Linked DNA regions of Sus scrofa: region 2 is linked to region 1. The links are chromatin contacts, called in public HiChIP or PLAC-seq maps. All regions are on one chromosome and are shown on one strand. Each heading gives the region's core, a stretch centred on a gene start, on an enhancer-like site or on the middle of the called end of the contact. The rest is flanking DNA. Distances are from core to core; before and after follow the strand shown.

What was found. HiChIP or PLAC-seq counts read pairs in DNA pulled down with a chosen protein or histone mark.
Region 2: a contact with region 1 is called in an H3K27ac HiChIP or PLAC-seq map of skeletal muscle, with 2.5 times the contacts expected there. The contact joins two enhancer-like sites. A contact is called at or near these places in 10 of 47 Hi-C or Micro-C datasets (alveolar macrophages, brain, embryonic fibroblasts and 6 more) and 1 of 2 datasets of contacts at active chromatin or transcription factors (skeletal muscle).

Annotation. Positions count from the first base shown.
Region 1 is chr18:44,754,057-44,760,676 of Sscrofa11.1, reverse strand. The region is part of intron 2 of JAZF1 (JAZF zinc finger 1); the gene reads right to left. Among named protein-coding and RNA genes, the nearest start is that of TAX1BP1, 150 kb to the left of the region's middle. Within about 2 kb of position 4,921, at least 6 of the 83 cell types and tissues checked have an H3K27ac peak or open chromatin away from gene starts, as enhancers often do. A contact at or near this core is called in skeletal muscle, where this site is marked.
Region 2 is chr18:44,843,717-44,849,910 of Sscrofa11.1, reverse strand. It overlaps TAX1BP1 (tax1-binding protein 1), which reads left to right. Exons shown (of 16, transcript XM_021079294.1): 14 at 296-367. Among named protein-coding and RNA genes, the nearest start is that of TAX1BP1, 63 kb to the left of the region's middle. Within about 2 kb of position 3,035, at least 5 of the 83 cell types and tissues checked have an H3K27ac peak or open chromatin away from gene starts, as enhancers often do. A contact at or near this core is called in skeletal muscle, where this site is marked.

The DNA of each region.
Region 1 (6,620 bases), core at 3,672-6,171:
GGCTAATGAAGTGTTTCTTGGAGGGGCTTCCAGACCTTCTGTGGATTTACAATGAGCAGTCTTTATTTGCATGCCAAAAGCATGCACTAATCCTGAGCATCAGCTGGTTCCCAGAAATACATGTGCCCCACAATTCTGTTTATCCTGCTGGTTTATTTAGCGAAAGCTTTTCTTCAGAGAGGGCCCAGGCCCCCATTTCAGGCTGGCCAACCTGATTACTCCAAATCCCTAATTAGTGTAATTAAAGCTTTAATGGATTGCAGTCAGGATATAAACCATGCCACCTCCCTTTTAAACTCGCTGTTTGGTGGGTGTGCAGGACTGGTCCGTGGCAGAGGGCTTCCTGTAAAGGCGCTGAGGCCGAGCTCTCCTGGAAGGCCCTGGACACCTCTGTACCCAACGCCCAGGCCCTTTCTGATGCCCAGGGAGTCAGGTTCATACACGAAAACCAAACTGCCCCCATCCCTCGAGTGTTTACCAAAGCGAATGAAGACATCTCTCGGGGCTCCTACAGATGCTTTTCTCATGGGGATCTTTCTCCTGCCATTATGCCCTGGAAACAAGCTAACATCCTAACTACTACAATGCCCAGCAACTGATGAGACTCCTGCTAGGTCCTGCAGCGCACTGCCGTATTAACCCGCCTGCAGAGAATCGCTCAGAGCTTTTCCAGTAACCAAACCCCAAAGGTCTACAGCTTCAACCTACAGGTTGTTTTTTTTTTTCAGGCCACACCTGCAGCATATGGAGGTTCTCAGGCTAGGGGTGGAATAGGAGCTATAGGTGCCAGCCTACACCACAGCACAGCCACGCTGGATCTGAGCTGCGTCTGTGACCTACACGGCAGCTCACGGCAACGCCGGCTCCTTAACCTACTGAGCAAGGGCCAGGGATCGAACCCACGTCCTTGTGGATACTGGTCGGATTCATTTCCACTGCATCGCAAGGGGAACTGCAAAACCACAGGGTTTTTAAACGCTCCCTAAAATGTGCTGCAAACTGAGCCATAATGGCTCTGGGGAGTTCATATTATCTAAGCTTCAGATGGATATTTGGAAATTAATTTTGGAGAAGGGAAAAGGATCTACAATTTGTAAAATGCCTTTCCAGTATGTACGATGTAGGCGAGGTGCCTTGGAACTACGACCTTACGGAATCCTCACAAGCACTTTGTCAGGGATTATTATCAGTCCCACTTCACAGATGACAAAGCGGAGCCTCAGAGACATCAGGTAGTTTCTCCAAGGACCCACGGCTAACAAAATGCTGGGGGAAAGATGGAAGCCGAAATGCTCAAGATCAGCAATGCCCAATCCAACAGCCGCTTAGCCCTACAAGGCTGCTGAGCACCTGAAATGTGGCTAGTGTGACTGGGAACTGAATTTCTCATTTATTTAACTGTAATTAATTTAAATGCAAAGAGCCGCATGTGGCTAGTGGCCACCATCTTGGATAGCACAGAAGTGGAAGCTTTCCCATCACCACAGCAGGTTCTACTGGGCTGTGTTCTTCCAAGATCAGGTCTGGATACACTGGGTTTGAAACAGTGGTGGGACATCCCGGGGTATAAACAAACAGGTGAGCAACCTAGACTTAGGCGTCATCCCCCAACAAGAGAGGAAAGAAGGAGAGCAGGGGAGGAGGGGTGGGGGGGATAAGGGTTGAGAAGAGAACTGGAATGGGGATGGCTGCGTTTTAGAGGGCGGGAGGAAGAGGAGCCCCCAAGGTCGCTGAGGAATAGCGTTCTCACCATTTTTTCAGGCTTAATAATTGATTATTCTTCTTAATTTTTTTTTAGCCCTTTACAAATTTTTTTTTAATTTTTATTTTAGGGCTGCACATGCAGCCTATGGAAGTTCCCAGGCTAGGGGTCGAATCAGAGCTATAGCTGCCGGCCTATGCCACAGCCACAGCAATGTCGGATCCAAGAGGTGTCTGTGACCTACTCTGCAGCTCATGGCAATGCCAGATCCTTAACCCACTGAGCAGGGCCAAGGATCAAACCCACGTCCTCATGGATACTAATGGGGTTTACAACCCGCTGAGCCACAATGGGGATTCCTATTTTTTTTTTTTTGGCCCACACCCATGGCATGCAGAGGTTCTTGGGTGATAATGCCAGGGCCTTAACCCGCCACACCACAGGGAAACTCCATCCTTTTACATTTTTAGATAAGCATCTTAAATGTAATCTTTAATTGTAAGATCTGCCTTTTGCTAAAGAGTACATTTATTTATTCACATGACTGTTTTATGCAAAGACGTCTTTCCTTTGAAAGGTACGATGGTTACTCCCTCTAGCTCAGAGCCCGGCACACTCTGTGCAGAAAAACGTTAGCTCAAGACACAGCCTCCCATGGCTTTGATGCAGTGTGCAGGAAGTGGTTCAAACTCAATTCCAAACCGTCCACAAAACCCCTTCATAATGAGATCCCAACAACTTGTTAGAGGAAAAGCTCTGACGCAGGGTATTTTACGATGATTTTCACTTAAACCTCCCTTTCAGTCGCCTGGGCAAGTCAGTCTTCAAGAAGTTATCCAATCCTGTATTTCTTACTGTGTAATCCAAGCTACCCAGAGAAAAAGTCCACTCCTTTTCCTTGTTGAGAATAAAAGGTCTGCTCAGGATGCCTTTAGGGTAAGGAGTTTCACTTGGGTAAGATCTGAGACCAAACCCTCTTTGGCCTTGGAGAGGATGAGAAAGATCTTGGGCCAGTTTGCCCCATACTCTTTTTTTTTTTTGTCTTTTTGCCATTTCTTGGGCCGCTCCCACGGCATATGGAGGTTCCCAGGCTAGGGGTCTAATCGGAGCTGTAGCCACCAGCCTAAGCCAGAGCCACAGCAACGCGGGATCCAAGCCGAGCCTGCAACTTACACCACAGCTCACGGCAACGCCGAATCATTAACCCACTGAGCAAGGCCAGGGATCGAACCTGCAACCTCATGGTTCCTAGTCGGATTCGTTAACCACTGCGCCATGACGGGAACTCCTGCCTCATACTCTTTATCCTGTGGAATGACACAGTGTCTGGAACTCCCACTGACTTCGAAAGAAAATGTCCCACCCACACCTGTGGATGGAAGAGGCTTATGCAGAGACAAGAAAGGTACGAGTGAGGCCATCACGGGCCGGCTAAGATTAAGGCTACAATTAAAACAAAAACCCTAGAAAACCCATTAAAACACTTCCATTATTTACAATGAGGCTTTAGTGACTATTCACCACACGAGTGGCCCTAAAATGCATGAACTGGGGAGAGAGGAATTCTGGGGACTCACAGGCAGGCAGCATGCACACAGAGGGCCAGCGTTGCCTATTAAAACTGGGAAAAGACCAGAGGATGCCAACGTGAAGCTCCCGAGTGTAGCAGTTAGGGTTTGCAAACACGGTGCTGAACTGCCAAAGGCCCGGCTTTGGCCTGCCTATGCCATTAACCACACTTTCTCTGTGCGAGCACCGATCCCTGGGAGAAGGGGACGAGTCTGTGAGGAGGAGCCGTTTAGTGGGTAATTCATGGAATGGAACCCCGGTGCCTTTAAAAGAGTCGATTCCTCTGCTGAGGGTCCCTGAGAATGTGCCTCATCAGGCCTAACGGGACAAAAGGGAGATCATTACAGAAGAGCGTACATGATTTATTTATTTATTTTTTTTGGTAACCAAATTGACTTTTTCTGATCTTTTCAATTCTAAAATTTCCACCACTACAATGCAACCCACTGTTAACAAAAAACCAAAAACCAGAATAAGGTCACCCCTGGACAAGCAGGACAGGTGAGGAGAGAGCGGTATTTCCAAGGCCTGGCTTCTCTTGCTCTCTGCCTGCAGGTGGGGCAGGGACGTGGATACAGAGACCCCGTCATGAACAGCGCTGGGTGGACCAGGCCTGGGTGACCTCCGAGGGTGCCGGGGTGGAAGGCACTTGTTCTCTTGAGGCTGAATCAGAGCTCACTTCCAGTCCTCCTTTCCCCTCCACCTTCTGCCTGAGAGAAATCTCCAGAAAAAAAAATCCAGCCTGCCTGTGGGAGCCTTTCCAGGTGCCCTCTTCCTCTTACGTGCGAGCAAAGAGATTCTTTGGCCGCTTTCATTCCGACCTCCTTTTCCTCTACCTGAAGCCTGACTTCTCCCATTTATTCCTGGTGAGGTTCTGACTCAGCAGGGACGTGGTGCACGAAGACAAAGATGAAAACTGCCTGGCTCTCCCACCTGCTGATCGCATGCCTGTGGTCAAATGCTTAAACGCTCTCATCTGTAAAATGGGGGTATGATTTACTTATTTATTTACTTCTGCCAACTCTGGAAGAATGAAAGGGAACTCTCCAGGATCCATAAAATACAATCAAATGGAATGACGGATAAGAAACAGGCTGAAGAAGCAGGGCAAAAATCAGACGGGGGATATAGCAGAGAGGCAGGGATGGGGCTGAAACAGAGGGGGCTGAGAACGCCTAGGACAGTGCTGCTCTGTGGGCCGAATGTTCCTGAAGATCCTTGGAGAGGGCAAAACTGTGATTGAATGCAGGGAACGGCTCCCTTTTCAGCAGCTCCTGTGCACAGGACTGGGAGCTGCAGTTCTCTTTCACAAGGACGTATGAGGGACAAGGGCCAAGGGAGATGTGGAGAGGAGGAAGCCAGGCCTCCTGGCTCGCCAAGTCCCCTGGTGCGGGAAGCCTGGGGGACAGCAGATTCTACAGCAGAATGGGGGAGTTGTCGGGGCAGGAAGAGGCTGCAAGCAGAGCCGTGTAAGGTCAGACTAGGGTCTTGGATATTAAGATCCGTGCGTGCAGTCAGCCTCAGCTTCTGTTCTCTATGTCCGAATGAATCCATATACCTTCTGGTTTCAGACTGCATTTCTGACTCTCGAGTGTTTAAGCACCACTGCCAGGAAAGCAGCCCTCACGTCTCTTCCTAAAAATGGAAAATCCTGCTCGCCGGCCAGGGCTAAGAGAGGCATGTGCCAACGCTGACCTCGCCGTTCTTACTGTGTCTCCTGTATGGATGTGCCACTTCTCCAAAAGGACTGGGTGACATTAACTTTCATTTTTCACACAGAGCCCTTTGCGCATCTTTAATGTCTGTTCAACCTTAACTCCATCTCGTGCTCCAGGTTCCCACAGCAAAGGGGCCTCTGAATTTCCCCAGACGTGCATGGGGCTCGTCTTTCTTTTAGAATCTGCCCCTCTCGTGTGCTAATGGAACCTATTTTATTTGTGGCAGTAACCAGAGTGCCCTTTGCCTTGAGTAAAGAATTTTAGCTGGGGAAGAAATGAGCCCTAGCTCTTCAAAGCAAGGATTAGACTAGCCTCGGTAACCAATAAGATGGTGCGACCACCAGCCATTTGTAGCTACAAATTGCTGTTAAGAGTTTACTATCAGGATGGTCCCTTCAAGCAGGCCCTATTAAAAAAATAATCACCATCTGCTAGACTCCCTTCTTTTTTATTAAACTGGTCATTAATTACTGGTAACAACTAATTTCGTCTGGATTTTATTGAGTAATTATAAAATAAACAGGGAAGGATATCAAACTTCCTGCCTTGCTGAGGGTAGGAATTCTTTATAACGCTATGTTTCAAAGGGGGGCTGTAATAAAACACTAAATTCCATTTAATATGCTAATTATAATTCTCAAAATTCATCCTTCCTGCGGTTAACGAGTGCCTTCTTTCAGCTTAGCTCAGCCTGACTTCAGCTTGGGTCATTAAATAGAAACTAGTTTTCACCCACTGGTAACAATAGATCTTTCATTGGTTATTGCCTAATTAATTGAGGTGCATAATTTGATCACTACAACTTTTAAAAAATTTCATATTCCAGGTATCGTATAACAATAGGCTCTCATTCTAGAGTAATTTAAAATGGAATGAGTTTTAATGTTTTGATTCGTACAGGTTTATTATCCTGGATAAGGTAAAGTGCAAAGTTTTACCAGTGCTTTTCGACTATAACATTTAGGTTAAAACATTTGAAACAAGTCATTAATTTAATAACATGCTCATCCAAAACAAATCATAACTCATTTCTTTTTACTGCAAAAGTAATTGAGTAATGAATAATGAAACTCATCCCACGGAAAAGGGCAGTAAATATGTTGATTTTATTATTAATACTCAATTTTGGTTAATAAGGCAGCTATTAAATTTGAAACAGGATGGGTTTGATTTACTGACTTATTCAAGATAACAGTGAACTATTATCTAGTAAATACCAGGGTTCTTGCAAGAGAAGATCTGATTATGAAATAGACGAATTCAGGAGTTCCCGTCGTGGCGCAGTGGTTAACAAATCCGACTAGGAACCAGGAGGTTGCCGGTTCAGTCCCTGCCCTTGCTCAGTGGGTTAAGGATCCGGCGTTGCCGTGAGCTGTGGTGTAGGTTGCAGACTGGGCTCGGATCCCGCGTTGCTGTGGCTCTGGCGTAGGCCGGTGGCTCCAGCTCCGATTCGACCCCTAGCCTGGGAACCTCCATATGCTATGGGAGCAGCCCAAGAAATCCCAGAGGGGGGGAAAAAAAAATAGATGAATTCAACTGAATTTCAGCTCACATTTATCTGACTTCTAACTATCTGACTTCAATCATCACATGTTCCTGCAAAGAGTTTTAATTGTGTGTGTGTGCATATG
Region 2 (6,194 bases), core at 1,786-4,285, 91 kb before region 1:
TTTGTTTAGGGCTCTTTCCCTTATTTTGTGCCATTTAGACAGAATCAGACATGCATGAGGCAAGGCGTGATGAAGTTGTACATAAATTATGTCTACATACCTTAGGACTGCTTCCATTGGAGTATTTGTTGGGGTGGGGGAAGACAGGTAATTCCGAGATGCTGAAGAATAAGAACCAAGGAAAATACACGGGTACAGTAATGGGAATTATTTTGATAGAATGCTATAAACTAGAAGGGTAAGAAGAGAGTGAAGTAATGAAAAAAATTAACGATGGTTTTCTTTCTTTCTTCAGCTTCAGTTGGCAGAGAAAGACAAAGAGATAAGTGGTCTGACTTCACATTTGGAAAACCTCTCCAGAGGGAAGGTATTGAACAATGTATTTTTATTTATTTTTATTTTATTTTATTTTATTTTTTTGTCTTTTCTAGGGCCGCACCCATGGCATAAGGAGGTTCCTAGGCTAGGGGTTGAATTGGAGCTGTAGCCACCAGCCTACGTCAGAGCCACAGCAACGATAGATCTGAGCTGCATCTTCGACCTACACCACAGCTGATGGCAACACCGGATCCTTAACCCACTGAGTGAGGCCAGGGATCGAATCCGAAACCTCATGGTTCCTAATAGGATTCATTAACCACTGAGCCACGACGGGAACTCCTGAACAATGTATTTTTAAAAAAATATTTCATAGGACACTTGATGCTTTATGAAAGGACACACATTTTACAGTTCATGTGAGAGTGATTTTTTTAAAGTTAAATGGATAAAGAAAAGACATGTTAAAACCCTTAGGTAGAAAACCTTTTTATTTATATTTTAAAATACCTTATTTTGGTAGGAGAAAAATGTTCAAGTGTTGAAACTTGGTTTGATTTTCATTACGTAGTTTATATTAAACCTTAATGTGCAAATTTAGGAGAACAGTAAACAAATTTAAATGATACCTAATGTATTTATCCTGTTTTCTTTTGTAATGGGAAACCTTTTAGAAGTTAATGACTTGTATCATAATGTAACATTCAAACAGAGCATACACATATAATATAAAACATGCTCTAGTGCAGCATTTCTCGCAGTGTGGTTTGTGGTCCTTTGGCGGGAGGGTTGGGCGGGGGTCCCCATCCCCTTTTAGAGGTCTACGAAGGTAAACCTGTTTTCACAGTACTGCAACATTGGCTTTTTTCCTCGACGGTGCCACATTTTTGCTGTTGGCAGTTTCAGGATTGCTAGAGCCATATCACATGAGAAGGAAATCTATTTAATTGCAATTCTCCCTTCCACCCCTATTGTCAGTATGTTGTATTCAAATGTTGTTTGCATTAATTCTCTCTCCCTCACTCTCTCATCCTCCTCACCTCCCCTGCCCCCTTCAGTGAGGGGTAATAAAATGACAACTGGGTTACAAAAAATCCCTGCAAATAAACAGTGGGTTAAAGCTAATTAAAACAATAGGAGCACAATTGAAGAGTAAGAAATTGTTTTAAATTTCTGGTATGAGTTTTGGTCAGATGTATTTCAAAGTTAAAACAGTGGTGACTCAATCAGATCTGGCAAGAAATCGATAAAATATATTCCAAATGTTTAAGACAACTTTTTTTTTTTCCTTTGTTGGCTGCCCTGCAGCATATGGAGTTCCTGGGCCAAGGATCATCTCTGAGCCTCAGTCAAGATCCAAGCCGCAGCTGTGGCAGTGTCAGATCCTTAACCCACTCTGCTGGGCCGGGGATCGAACCTGGGGGAACCTGCGATCCAGCGCTCCCAAGACACTGCTAATCCCATTGTGCCACAGCAGGAACTACTAAGACAACTTTTTGAAATAGGATTTACTTTCACAATTCTTGGTAAGAAACCTTGGCTCTAAGTGTGTTTTGTGCTTAGAGTTAATAACTGATGCTAGAGAGAAGCAGTCAAGATACTTAATATATATTTTACATTTATAAAGTACACACTTCATATATAACATTTATGTATATAATTTACACATAAAATCATAATTTTAGTTATTTTGAAGTTTCATGTATGACAGTGAAAGATAGTTGTGATTCTAATCATTTGTACACTGTGTTATAAATGGACGAAATCACACAGAGAAAACAATGTAATGACAGTTACGCTGCATAGCAAATTACCTGAAAATGTAGCGGCTTACAACAACACTTGAGAGTTCCTGTTGTGGCTCAGCAGGTTAAGGACCTGAAATTACCTCTGTGAGGATGCAGGTTTGATTCCTGGCCTCGCTCAATGGGTTAAGGATCCAGCATTGCCACAATCTGTGGGGTAGGTCATAGGTGCGGCTCGCATCCAGTGTTGCCCTGGCTGTGGCCTAGGCCTCAGCTGAGAGTAGGATTCGACCCCTGGGTTGGGAACTTCCATATGCTGCAGGTGCGGCTGTAAAAAGACAAAAAAAGAGGGAAAAAACCCAAAATTTCTTATCTCACTGTTTTGTTTTGTTTTGTTTTAAATGTAATTGATTTACAATGTTGGTCAATTTTTTTCTGTACAGCAAATTGACCCAGTCATATTATATATATACACACACAAACACACATATACATACATACATACACACACACACACACACTTTTTTCTCATATTATCGTTCATCATGTTCTGTCACAGAGTGGATATCGTTCCCTGAATCTTACAGTTTTTGTGAGTCAGGAATCCAGGTGTGGCTTAGCCTGGTCCTCTTTAATTTAGACATCTCACAGAACTGCAGCCAGGGTGTCAGATGGCACTCAGTGAGCTCACGGGTGTAGATTCACTTCCGAGCTCACTTGTTGTCAGAACTCAGTTCCTTGGTGGTTGTTAAATGAGGGCCACACTTGTCTCCCCAGGAGGTCACTCCCCTCCTCTACCTTTGACTGAAGTGAAAGGTTATTCAAACTACAGGCAAGGTAACCTTTAAAAATGTACAGCTGATCCCTTCCTTGTTTAAAGCCCTTTAGTGGGCCTTCCGTGCACTAGAGCACTTAGATAAATGCCAAAATTCTCAGCATAGCTTAGATCATTTTATATAGGTGGCCTCCAATTTCTCTTTCTGGTCCCATTTTAAACCACAGTTTCCTGTTTAACTCTTCTCTGTTGTAGAACCTCTCTCAGTAGTGGTTCTCAATTTTGAGCTTTTATTAGAATCACCTGCATTATTTGTTAAAACACAGGTTTCTGGGTTCTGTTCCCAGGGTTTCTGATTTGTAGGTCTGTGATGGCGCTTAAAATTTATACTTTCAACAAATTGCTATTGCTGCTGGTCCGGGGACCATACTTACTGTTCTAGTCCCCAAGGCCTTACAACTCATGAATTGCTTTCTTGTTTCAGGGCCTTTCTTCATGTTCTTGGCCTGAAATGTTCTTGCCTACAATTCTTGGTTAACTTTTTTTAAAAGAAGAATTTAAACATATATAAGAATAGAATAATACAGTGAGCTTGTTTGTGCTCCTTATGAGCAATCTACAGGTGTTGCTTCATGGCTGTCTCATTTTATCTTGTTAACCCTAATTGCCTTCTTTCTTCCTCCAGTGGTAGTTTTTTTCCTAGTCTATCCCATAATTTCTATTATTTTACACTAAATGTCTAATTATTCCTACCACTCATATTAAATAACTCTTCTTTAGAGAGGCCTTCTTTGACCTCGCAGTCTAAATTAGATGCCTTTATTAAACTTACACCTGGGAACTGTACTTTTATTTCATAGCACTTATTAAAATTTGTGATTTTAATATTTATCTCTGTGCTTATTTATCTAACTCCCTTTGCTTAATTGTAAGGTCCATGAAGACAGGGGCGGTGTCTGTCTATCTTACCACTGTATTTATAGCTCCTAGTACAGTGCCAGATACTTGAAGTTAAATATTTGTTGAATGACTGAGCATATTAATGTGGCAAACATAATTCATAGCATTTGCTTATATAAGCGTTTGATAAAAGAAACATTGGGATCAGCAGTTTTATTGTCAGTTAATACCCTGCCCTGTCAGGAAAGCAGTGGTAGACCAGTTTGCTGTCTCCTTCCTATCTTCTTGAGTTACTCTTGATTTTCCAGCTAGTGACACTATAGTTTTACATTACTACTTCTTCCTCTTTTTTTTTGGTCTTTTTAGGGCTGCACCTGAGGCATATGGAAGTTCCCAGGCTAGGGGTCAAATTGGAGCTGTGGCCTTTGGCCTACGCCAGAGCCACAGCAACGCTAGATCCGAGCCACGTCTGTGACCTCTACCACAGCTCACAGCAATGCCGGTTCCTTAACCCACTGAGTGAGGCCAAGGATCGAACCTGTGTCCTCATGGTTGCTAGTCAGGTTCGTTTTTGCTGAGCCACGACGGGAACTCCAAGTTTTACATTACTTCTAAAGACTGTATTTAAAAGAATTTGTTTGCTGTTTCAACAGCTTGGTTAATGTTTGTCTTCTTCCCAAGAGTTTCTCAGAACCCTCAGTCCTACCCTGATCCTCTGCAGGGTTAGGGTTAGGATTGAGTTCTGTTTGGTCAGCCCTGAAACCTGGATCTACACAGTGCTCGGAATGAACCAAGTGATCATTAAGCATTAGTAGAATAAATGAAAAAATGGAAGTATCACCATCTGACAGAATGTGTGTTACTTATTTTGTTTCTTGTCCATCTTTCTCCATTCTAAATATAAGCTTCATGTGGGCAGGGATTTCTGTGTATTTTGGTTACTCCTAAATCCCTAGTGCCAGGAGAGTAGTGCCTGCCACATAGTAGCTACTCAATAAATGTTTACTAAACATATTTGTGAATAAAAACTCAGTATAGTTTTTTTATTAAAAAGCAAACTAGCTCCCTCATAACTATATATAAAAATAATTTTAATAGTATGAAGTAATTTAGTATATCTCTTAGGATTAAATACTCTCTTAAATTTATTTAGAAACTTAATATAGTTTAAGATATCTTACTTTTTCATGTCATTCCAAAACCACTGTATTTAGAATGATTTATCATTTTCATATATTCATACTATTTCATATATTCTGTATAAACCCTTTATTAGATATTTGTAAAGGGAAAAGTGAAAATAATAAAGCAAAAACACAATGGCAAATAGATAAAAAATGATGGTGGGAAATTCTGTATTAACTATTACCAGAGAAAGATTTAAAATTAAAAAATGTTTTAAAGAGTTCCTGCTGTGGCACAGTGGGTTAAAGATCTGGCACTGGTCTCTGGCAGCGCAAGTTTTATCCCTAGACCTCTGCAGTGGGTTAAGTATCTGGTTTTGTTGCAGCAGTGGCATAGGTAGAAGCAGCTGCTCTGTTTCAATCCCTGGCCTGGGAACTTACATATGCCTGAGGTTCCACTGGAAAAGGAAAAGAAAAAAAAAAAGAGCCGATCTTATAGAAAGTCATGTAGACTACCATTTGTTTATCTTTTTGGTATGACTTAGAGGCTGGAAGCAATAAAAGAATAAAGATGAGAATTATGTAATACTTGAACAACTTGTTCACAGAGTTTTACATAATTGAAAACATTTAATGCCTTAATCTCAGGGCATCTGTATTTGGCACATAAAAGTATCTTATTCCTCCCCTTGAACAGTCTTGGAGGACCTTGTTGGTAATATGTAAAACCAAGGCTGTTGTCAGCCGTTTGGGGGAACCTGAAGGAAAAGATTTACGCACTTGAGCAAAGGTGAACCAACGCACCAAACCTCTGTTCCCTGGAACTGTAAAAGAGGACACCTAACACAGTCTATTTCCTAAACCGTGGACACTTTATTGTAGGCAGTTTGTAAATCGGCAGTTAGTGTTGTTTCGCTTAGGGAACATAGCTACACTCCTGTCACACGTGCCTGTCTCTGAAGGTAGGGTAGGTCCCATAGGGAGTCTTGCCATTTTTGTTTCAAGGGCCTTTTCATAGTCTATTGAAGTCTATTTTCAGAAAGTATTTTTAAATGAGTAAAACAAGAGTTCCCAGGTAGCACAGCAGGTTAAGGATCCAGCATTGTCACTGCTGTAGTGTGCGTTCTATCCCTGGCCCCAGAAATACCCATATGCTATGAGCACAGCAAAAAAAAAAAAAAAAAAAAAAAAAGAAAAATGTCTAAGGCAAAATATACATATAATTGTATAATTGCAAAGGAAACCAATTATAAGAAATAGTTATTGGAGTTCCCACCATGGCACAGTGGGTTAAGAGTCCAGTTGTAGCAGGCCATGTCAATTCGGAAGTAC